3 separate regions of the Gossypium hirsutum genome follow, and regions 2 and 3 are each linked to region 1. The links are chromatin contacts, called in public Hi-C maps. All regions are on one chromosome and are shown on one strand. Each heading gives the region's core, a stretch centred on a gene start, on an enhancer-like site or on the middle of the called end of the contact. The rest is flanking DNA. Distances are from core to core; before and after follow the strand shown. Region 1 holds the start of LOC107952077 (long chain acyl-CoA synthetase 4). Region 2 holds the start of LOC107952072 (probable GABA transporter 2). Region 3 holds the start of LOC107952070.

Evidence for each region. A called contact is a pair of places that touch in the nucleus more often than the background predicts.
Region 2: a Hi-C map of callus shows a contact between it and region 1, with 5 times the contacts expected there. The contact joins the promoter of LOC107952072 here to the promoter of LOC107952077 in region 1. A contact is called at or near these places in 2 of 34 Hi-C or Micro-C datasets (callus and leaf).
Region 3: a contact with region 1 is called in a Hi-C map of leaf, with 2.6 times the contacts expected there. The contact joins the promoter of LOC107952070 here to the promoter of LOC107952077 in region 1. A contact is called at or near these places in 2 of 34 Hi-C or Micro-C datasets (both in leaf).

Annotation. Positions count from the first base shown.
Region 1 is chrA02:46,858,324-46,861,947 of Gossypium_hirsutum_v2.1, forward strand. LOC107952077 (long chain acyl-CoA synthetase 4) reads left to right here and starts at 1,889. Exons shown (of 19, transcript XM_016887322.2): 1 at 1,889-2,171; 2 at 2,780-2,843; 3 at 2,952-3,041; 4 at 3,191-3,247; 5 at 3,399-3,447. The coding sequence starts at 2,020.
Region 2 is chrA02:47,162,258-47,165,968 of Gossypium_hirsutum_v2.1, forward strand. LOC107952072 (probable GABA transporter 2) reads right to left here and starts at 2,085. Exons shown (of 7, transcript XM_016887319.2): 1 at 1,777-2,085; 2 at 1,470-1,700; 3 at 979-1,022; 4 at 554-740; 5 at 1-59. The coding sequence starts at 1,861.
Region 3 is chrA02:47,204,122-47,207,780 of Gossypium_hirsutum_v2.1, forward strand. It overlaps LOC107952070, which reads right to left and starts at 1,599. Exons shown (of 5, transcript XM_041085628.1): 1 at 1,232-1,599; 2 at 1-1,125. The coding sequence starts at 1,346.

The sequences.
Region 1 (3,624 bases), core at 639-3,138:
AAAACAGATCCTTAGAAACCAATATCATAAAGCTATGCAGTCTCTACAAAATTGTCGAAAGCAGAACACCTTTTCCCTTCTCTCCGCCCTCCCTTCTTCTCACTAATTGAAAGAATGACATTGAAATCCCTTATTGCCATCCATGGAACATATGAAGTTGGTATTATAGAATACAGACCTTCTCTTTTGCTTATTTGGGCTTCCATAAACAAAATAAACTAATATTGATCTTTGGAAGGAGTTATTGAAAATCCGAATTAGAACAAATTGAAAGTGACTGCAAACCACTTCAACTCTAATAGAATCCTTCCACCCAATTCAAATACTCTCGAAAAAACTAATAGCCTCAATCAGATAAGAAAATTGAAAATCCAGATTAGCAATAATCACATCAGTTTTACCACCACTGACTCTCGTGTCAAGCAATCCCACAATATTATAAACATCTTTAAAAAAATAATTTTAAGTTGGCATGTTTTAAATGATGATAAATGGATAATGTTTTTACTTGACACATCAACATTTTATGTAGTTCATAATTTAATTAAAAATTATTATTTATAGAAATAAATGTTCTAAACAAAAAATAATAATTATAAATTGATGTTAAAATTATACAAAATCCTTATGAAAGCTGTTGATAATTTTATGATATTACAATAAAAGTTACAAGGACTTAAATAATAAGGAACATTGAAAAAAAATAATTTATATTTTGAAATTGATAATATATCTTTTTAATTATAAAAATGTAATAAATACTTTTAAACATTAAATACATTTAAATATTCAAAAAATAAGTTATTTAAAATGCTAAAAAATATTTTTTCAATTTTAAAACATATTAATGTTTAATTTTGAATATTAAAAAAAGGTAATTAGATTATTTTAAAAATATTAAAAAAATTCAAATTCAAATATTTAAATTTGTTATATCCCATATTACCATCTTTCTTATTGATAGTTAATTTGATTTTTTTGTTTAAATTAATATTAAAATTAAAAAGTTAATTAAAAATATTTTTTCGAATAAAATTAATATATATTAAATATTATGCATTCTTAACTTATACAATTATTATTTATCTTTTAACTTTTCAATATATGTAAAATTTGAACTATTTCTTAGTAAATAAATATAATATAACAAAAATTAAATTAATACATTCCATTGAATGGATAAAAAAATCAATTCAAATATAATACTATCTTCAATAAGTGCCGAAGTCCAAATATAAAAAAAAAATTGAGAAATAAGAAAAAATTACAAAAAAATATTTTGATAAATAATAAAATAAAAAAAGTAATATTTGAGAAAAAACCTCCAATCGTGAGCCCAGCTTATCAAAAACTAAAATCTAATACGAACTGAACTGTCTGACACACCACAGATCCAAAGTGGTCCTTCTTTGACCTTTTAATTTTGCTCTTCTCCTGTACAAAGTTGGAACTAGTTTTAAAAGTAGAACCCTAATAATTATAATTTAAATAAAGAATTGGTTATTATTATTTTTAAAAATTTTAAATTTATTTTTATTATTAATAAAATTTACTTAATTTATAATTATAAACTTTGACTTAAATTATTTGAAAATAAATGAAATGTTAAATTATGTGATTTTCAAAGCCCTAAATATTTTATTAGCAGAAAATTATATAAATATTTTAATTTTATTAAATAAATTTAACTGGATAATAAATAAAAATTAAAAATAAATTGATTTATTTAGTACATATTACTTTAATTCATACAAAATTTGAGTAATATATATATTTTATTAATATTACAGTATAAATACTTGCCCAAGCTTAAAAAAAAAATAAAAATTAATAATAAAAAAGAAACAGCGTTCTTACCGGTCACCTACAGCCACCTAATAATTAGGCGCTATATATTTTCTCAAGATTCTTCTCCACATTTCACTCTCAGAGCCCTCCATATATATTGAGAGCTGTAAGAGAGAATATATAAAAGGGAAAGCTAGCTAAGGATCGTTTGATTTTGGACATTTTGATCAAATGGCTGGAAATAATTTTGTAATAGAGGTAGAGAAAGGTAAAGACGCCAGCGATGGACAGCCGTCGATCGGTCCTGTTTATCGCAGTTCTTTCGCTGCTAATGGATTCCCTGCTCCGATTCCTGGAATGGAGAGTTGCTGGGACATTTTCCGGTTCGTTTTTAGCTTTCTCTTTTTTACTTTAAGCTTCTTGCTTGGCTGCTAAGAAAATAAGGAAACTAGGAGAAGATTTGACTTCTTCTATTCTTTGCTTTGATTTCAGATGGCTTTCGAAATAGTTGCCATTTTTTTTGAATTTTTACTTCCCCTTTTTTAAGTTGAGTAGATTTTTCTTTTAATTTGTTGGCTGTGTTATTTTTTTATTTCGCGCCGAAGTGGCGATGAAATCGAGAAACGTATTTTTAAGGATCCTATGAGAAAATTATATGCAGATCGAAACGCCTAATATTTGAAACTATTGAATTTTAACGCTCACACAGAGCAAGAATCGAGTTACTGGTATTTCCATTCTTATAGCTGAAAGATCGATGGCTTTCATTCAACTCAATGTAAAACTGTGAAATAAATTGTTTAATAGTAGTAATTATTTTGGTTTTGATGCTTCTGTCATGTGGAGATTAAAATATTGCCTCCTTATAACTTAGCTGAATCGTAGATACGGGCTGATTGAACTTGCTAACTAACTGTATGACAACTCCTATTTACGAAAAAGTAATGTTTTATTTGAGGATGATGATTTCGATTTCATTTTCTCCTTGCAGTATGTCAGTTGAGAAATATCCTGACAACCGTATGCTTGGTCGCCGACAGATTGTGGATGGGAAAGTATGTTGCTGCTGCAGTTTCCTTTTTTCTTGTTACTTTTGCGTTCTGTTTGTAGTGCTGCCTTTGACTTTTAGTTCATGTATCTAAATTGACCTGCTTTGATTGCAGGCTGGAAAATACGTGTGGCAAACTTACAGAGAAGTTTATGACATTGTAATAAAAGTTGGGAATTCCATCCGAAGTTGTGATGTTGTGGAAGTAATGCTTTAACTTCTTTTTCTCTTTTTAATTGTAAAATTATTGTCAATTTTTTTTATAACAAATATACTATTTCTGGGGTCAATATCCACCCACAATTGATGCGTTTTTAAAAAAAATAATGTTAAGCTTTCTATTCTTGCTTACAGGGAGGAAAGTGTGGTATTTATGGTGCCAATTGCCCAGAATGGATAATAAGCATGGAGGTATGATCATTCTGGCATGTTTCATCTGATTTGCACAGTGGACATCTCAAGTTACTTAGATGTCGCTATAACTTGTTTCTTTGGATCATACTATTTGCTACCAGATTGCTTGTTGCCCGAAATGTTTACTAATGTTGCAAGGTTGATACAGGCCTGCAACGCTCATGGACTCTATTGTGTTCCTTTATATGACACTTTAGGTATTTCTTCTTGAGATCCAACAAAAGCATTCTTTCAGTTTTTGCCAAACAACTACCTTTCTCAAACAGCCATCTTATGTGTATTATGTACTCTTCATATAGTCTGTCATCATAATATCCTTAAAACTCTTTAAATTATGCTTGCATTCCAACACGCCTGCTACTCTTTTTGAATGC
Region 2 (3,711 bases), core at 835-3,334, 300 kb after region 1:
CCTTGATGAACCTGAATGGTCCAAGGAATAGTCCCTAGGAGGAGCATTTTTGGAGAGACCTGCAGTAAAAAATTATTAAAGATTATTCAATCCACTAATGAAGCTGTATGAATGTGTGTGTCAACACTGATAATAAATAAAGAGAATTCTGCGCATAAACAATGGTGGAAACTATTACAGTCTTTAACACAAAAGACAGAAATTTAACCACTATATTATTGAATAAATTTACATTGAAAACATTGTAAGTAACTGGCCATTAAAAGTGTGTTTATCCTCTGTTTAACATTGGTAGGGCCTGAATTAAGCTTGATGTTAAAAATGTGTCGGATTCGGAGACACCTTCAGCACAACATTGAATACTTCACATGCATGTCAGTATGAAATCAAAACTAGTCAAATTATCTGCACTTCTGCTTCAAACAAGAAAAAGTGATGGCAGTCTGGACCAAGTATTGAATCCTGTTTATGTTTTTTTTTTTTCTTTTTCCCTACCAGGCTAACATAAGAACCTATAAACCAAGATTTGGAAGCAGGTCAATGGAGTCTGTACCTGCATTAATACAAGCACCAACCATAAGGAAAGTGTACCCCAAGCAGAGAATAAGGGAAGCAAAATTGATATGTCTGAGGGAATGGAAGGAAGGAAGTTGAGAGAGAACTATCATCACCACTGTCACCATTGCTATAAACTCATACAGCTTCAATGATCCATTTGGAGAAAGGTTTTCATACATGATCTTTCCAAAAACCAAAAACAGGCAAAATTAGAAAAACATAAAAGAATAGCAATAAATGACCCAATTTTACCCCATATTCAAGTCACATCTTCGAACTAGAGCTAGCCATTGGACCATGCTAGAAGATGGAAATTTAATTTTCAAATGTATTTGATGAGATCGAAGTTGCTATTATATGTCATATTCATAGCTCATATAACTTCCAAATGGAATTAATAGATGGATTGGAGGACCATACCTTGAGGCATTCCCCTGCAAGCAAAATTGCCCCTATGCCAACCCCTGTATTGATAGCGGTTTGGATGAATATAACAAAATAAAACATCCAACCAGACCCTGCATGAAACATTGTCGTCTCCTTTTAACATCTTTAACCACGGAACTAAACACTGGGTTCAGTTCTGTCCTAATTGCAAGAACTCTTTCAGAATCACCTATCCTAACCTATTAGGTAAAGACACGTATACAACTTGTATAATGTGAATTGCCAAAATCGAAATGGAAAAAAGTCAACCTTCTTTTTATTCTAGGAATGATATCATCGAACTTGGAATGTCACTGTAAGACAGTAATCATTTTCCATTAGTTTATATGTGATCCAACTTCTACGCTTTACAAAATCTAATAATTACTGAAAATGAATACCGAACCGCAAGCGAAAATGCAACCGGCTAACACGGAACGAATATTGCATGACCGAAATAAAGGAAAATTTATGTCGGTCGCTACCTAAAACGTCGGCGGCGAGTTCACGGAAGCGGATATGGCGGCGGCCGGCTTTTTCACAGTGCTCAAGCACCTTGGACATGAGATAGTAAGAGTAGAAAGTGACGCATCCTAAAACCGTTAAACATAAGAAACCCAGGCCCCAACCTAGTCCCCTGAACGCGTACGGCAGTGTCAGAATTGTCGGCCCCACTATTGCCGTCGTCAGATGAAACCCCGCATGCCACCACTTCCCTATAAAGAAAAAAAAAACGATTTGGTTATATCATGGCTTTATAATTTTGCTCTGATTCTGATTCTGATTCTTCACCTTTTGATTCAAGAACAAAGGTAGCTCCGGCATCAGAATCCAGGCGGAACTCCGGGAACGGGTCTCGTTCTGGAGGCTCCGCCATTAATTGTGCCTCTGAAAGAAGAAGAAGAAGAAGAAGGGTTAATTTATTATGGGAAGTAACGCACGGTAGCAACCACCACGTGGGGAAGGAGGACCCGATGAAGGGAGAGCTTAGCTTAGCCGCCCGAGGACGTAAAAGAATCCACTAAATTAGTGAACAAACATCATCATTCATCATACAAGGGGGTGATAGAATGTGTTCGTCTAAATATAAAATCAACAGGTCTTCAATGTTGCTTGTGGTTCTGTATTAATTCGTATGAGAAAATTACCTGACTGCCTACCCAAGTGTGAATTAAATATGGTGATAGGTAAGGGTTTTTTGGTCTTTTTATTTTCTCTATTTTCCTACAGCCTACCGGGAGTCGGCCATACAAGAAGTTTCCTTGGTTTCCGTGACTATGGAATTCGAGATCTTACAAAAACTAGTTGCATTTCTTTGGAACGTGGATCCTAAAATTTAGCCCTTATAAAAAATACATTTCCAAATAATTATATTATTTTATCAAAATTAAAATTAAAATTAAAATTAAAATAAATCTCAACATTATTCGCAATTAAATTTAAAACAATTAGAAAATTTTTATAATTAAATTAAAATCTTAAATTGTAGTTAGAAGTTGTATTACGAGGGAAAGTTTCTTCAAAAGAATTTAGGAAAGTGTTGATATCTAACTGTTTCAAACCAATATTTTAATTGTATAAATTTAAATATTTTTTAAAAATTATACTTTATTTTATTTATCTCTTTCAACTTTAATATATTATTTTTTATTTTCATATATGTAATTTAAATTGAGTTTCAATGAGTAATTGTTTATTATTAAGTTTATATATGATATCAATTGTTATAAAATATTATCTTTTTATAAAAATAAATTGTTGTGATTGTCAAAATATAATGTTTCCATTTTATTTTATAACAAATATTTTTATGCATTGTTTGTTTCACTAATATTAACTTTTACCAAATAATTTCAAGAAAATTTACTAAAAGATATCAATTTTTTCAAAAAGTTAATCCATTTTTCAAAAGTCATTTTCAATGAAACAAAGATAGCCTTAGAGATTAATCAAATTTTTTTCGAGTTTTGAATGGGATTGGTCTCGAGCTCGATCTAAATAGGTTTAGGGGGTTGATCATTGCAAAATCAAGCTTTCTTGAGCTTAGGTTTTTTTTTAGTTCCGATTTTTTCGAGCTTGGATTTTCTCAAGCTCATATTGGCTCGAGCTTACTTTGTTAACGCTACTTTTATATAATTATTTTATTGTTATTAATTATAGATTATAGATTGTAAAGGTCAAATTTTGCATCAGTTACAGGTTTAGTCCTTATACTATAATTTTCTCAATTTTAATCCATGTAAAACAATAGCATTTAAATTTATTAAGACTATCTATACTACGTATAACTCATCAATTTAGTTCCTATTCTTCTCAAATGTCATTCTTAACTCAATTGGTAGCCGTTTAAATCCTTTAACTACAATGATATGATTTTTTATATGTAAAAATAATAAGTCGACATAATATTACACATATAATAATATGCATGTTGTATAAGATTTAGTAAATAGTAAAAGTTAATTATTTTTTAAAATAAAATTTAACTAAAAAATTTTAATGTCTACCATTTGGATTTGGACTAATATTAAAAAACTCAAAAAATATAAGGATTGAAATTAACAAATTAAAATATAAAAATTGAATCTACAACTTATATATAATATAAAAGAATAATAGTAAAATTTAAATTTTTTTTATAAATATAGATGTTTACTATTTAACAAAAATGCAATAGAAATACTTGTATTACCAAATTTAATTATTTATACATGTCGACATGATTTA
Region 3 (3,659 bases), core at 349-2,848, 350 kb after region 1:
CATTGTCCATCATTTTCCTGAATTTTCTAGGCAATTTTAACAGTTCCAAGCAATTATAGCATGTTATAAATGGAGCACCACTGGCTATAGGGTGACAAAGCCGATTCTTCCTTTCGGTTAGCACTACCTTTCTAATACATCTTCGACCAAAATCATCAATATCCGAACCGATGTCACTTGGCCATAAGTGCACCGGTGTATCTTCAAAGTTTGATTGAGGTCTAGGTAGATAGTGTTGCCCAACTCTGTTAGAACTCACATAATGATTCGAAGTAGAATTGCAAGGGTCTTTCAAAGAACCTCTGTTGCCAAAAGCAGCTGGTGTAACTCGCAAAGGGCCTTTCCGGTTTTTGTCATAGCAATATAAACATGAGCATGCAGTGAGGTGATACAAGGCTTCCTCTTGATTCATATATGATGCAAGATGATGCTCATAGCCATAAGTCCTTTGCTGAGGGTGAGGACGAGCATGCTTCGAAACTGAATGGTAGTTTCCATAGAAGTTCACCACATTTTCATCATTATTCATTGAATAATGATACTGTCCAGACCGAAGATGAGCCGAAGACATCCCAATAGAACTACCAAGATGGTCAGTTGAGTCCATCTTGTTATAACTCGGAACCAGTTCCCTAGGTCTCTGGGGCATATCATGAGACCTACTCAGTTGATCCTTTAACTCATCCAGCTTCTTAAGCACCTGAGCTCGATCCTTCTCGAAATTTCGAACCCCATTAGGCACATCTAGACATTCAAATCCCTTCACTGGTTTACAGTAGCCATAGGCTGAAGCAGACCTATAACTTGAAGGTCCCTCATCTATTGCTTCCAGGCTCCTTTTGTAAAACCCTCCAAACCCATCTCTATCCACACCTTTCAACCTCAAAGACCTACTCAAGTTATCTAATCTGGGCGAGTAAACCCCAAATTTGCTCTCCCTACTTGAATTAACAGATCTAGACCTGTTAATGTTCAAATCATGATGATCATGCCTTTGATGAGCCCAATTATTCATTGGATTCTTTGATTGTGACATATAATCATCAACATATCCATCTCTTTTCTCGATTCTACCAGGATTAAGCCTATGTTCCCTCACATTACTCACCTGTTCTTTCTTCTTTGCTGTATTTTCAAAGAAAAGCAGCAAATTTCTCTCAGATACAGTCTATCTAATTGCAGAGAAACCAACATAATAAAAAGTTTAAAACTGTTAAAGGAGAATTCTAACCTTGAAGAACAGCACCACAAGAACCACACTTGAAGAAAGAATACCGAGGAAGCTCCTTTATAAGACTATCACACCTCAGGCAACGAACTAACCGAGCTTTTGATTCTTCAGCCATTGAAAAACAAAACTAAAAGATCCCAAAAGAGATAAACCAAGCTTTAGGTATCTTAATTTTGGCTTCAAAATTGTGTTTTTGAGAGACGACTAATGTTTAAAAAGTCAAAGAATCTGTGTTTCATGGTAAAAGACTAAAGCAGAAGTTTGGAGGGAAAGAAAAAAATACAAAAAGTCACAATCTGTAGTTTCAGTGGTGGGTTTAGTCGTTAGAAGAAGGGGGCCCAAAACGATGACGTGTCGAAGTTTCTTTGGAAAAGGCTGCCATGGAAGAGCAAACCTGGCTTTCTTTGGTTCGAAGAAAGTAATTCAATGGGTCTGAGACTGACATGATTTGTTTTCGAAGAAGAAATCAACGTTTACCATTGAAGTATTGAACTGATCCTACACAAATTTTGAAGTATACCCATTTTTTTTAATTTTGTACTTAAATATTTTTTTCATCAATTTAATACCAAAAGTATGCCTCCTTTTTACTTATTTTTGATACACCACATGTTTGACTTCATGTAAAAAACAAATATTTTTTTATTAAATATATATATACATTTAAAAAATACAAAAAATAGAAAAAAAATATAAATTATAGAAAATTTATAATAAAATAAGATAACTGAAAAGGAATTAATTGGAATTAATAATATTATTACAAGAATTTTTAAAAGAAATTGTAAAAATTATAAAAATAATTTTTTTTATGAAATTATACTTAAATTTCAAGATTTCTTTGTAATTACTTGAAATTTAAATATATTTTTTAAATTTTTATAACAATTTCAATTGTTATATATTATTTTGTATTATATATAATTTTTTTTTACTTTTTTTAATCAATATAATATATATAATATTAAAAAAAACATGTGACATATTCTAATAGTGACATATGCTAGACCAACACTCGATCAACTCGGTCAATGGTTGATCAAAGTTAACAGTGTTTTTTAATATTTAAATATTTAATATTATAGTTTTTTATTTTTTAATTTAAATTTAATATTTTAATTTAAATAAATCTAATTGCCACATGGAATTTTTTCATTGATCAAGAACAAGTTATGTGGCACTTTTCCATTGGCCAAAGTGGCCTAACGGTAGTTACCAAATAGATTGAAAATAGAGGAAATTGATACTTTAAGTATCAAATTGTAAAAATAAAAATAAAAATTAAGTACAAAAGTGGCAAAATGGGTATACATCTGGAGCTAAATCATGAATTTAGCCAAAACTTAAAATAGAAGTTGTATCACATTTAGTAATTGGTCAAATTTTTGTTATTAGTCTCTATATTATGAGTAAGTTATATATCTAGTCTTTAAATTTTATTTTAGTCAATTTTAATCATTATACTTTTCAAATTTTGAAATTTTAATCTTGACTCAAATGATAATAGTTAAATAAATTAGGTTAAATCTTGCTATTAGTCCCACATTAATTGTGTGGTTTAGTTCATGTTCTTCAATTTAATCTTTTTTAGTCCCTATACTTAACGAATTTTGAAATTTTAATCTTAACTCAAATGGTAGCAATTAAATTTGTTAATTAAAAATAAGCTTGGTTTTTTGTAAGTATTATGTGAAAATTATGAGTTAAAATTGTATTACACGTGTGATAAAATGTTTGAGGTAAATTTTTTTAAAAATAGTATAATTTAAATTAATAATTTTTTATATATACTTTATGTCTGTTTTACGGTCTATGTTCGGGTCCGTGATTATCCCTCCTAACAATATGGTCTTGACATTAGACCATCCATAAGGTGAAATCAGAAAGCAAAGATGAGGCAATTAGTGCTACTTTTATTTTTGGTGGGTGTGTTATTAATTTTAATTTTCTTGGAATTAAATGGAGTCAAACTTAAGCTTCTTTTTTCTTTTTTGTCTACAAGCTCTTACGGGAGACAAGGTTATATACTCTTAAATAAATCAGAATCTTTTCCCTTTGCTTAGTTGCTTTTATTTATTAGTATAGAGATGTGATAATAACATAAAATGGTTGAACGTTTCCTCAAGGAAAATAAAATAACTCTCTTCACACAAACCTCTGTATATTTGACCATCTCATACCTTTTTCTTTATTACCTAAAATATCAATTACGTGTTAGTAAATTAATTAAATCCATCCTCAAATCACCCAATTAATTTCCTTCTTAATTATAAGTTTCACCCAATTCAATCGTTTGAATCTGTTTTCCGGTCAACATCTAACGAATTGTTAAGTGGATAATTGATGTGACAAAATAATGTAAAAAAATAATTACGTGGTAGTTAACTTATTCAACCACCGGTCTAGTTTTAAAAATTATATTTTAACA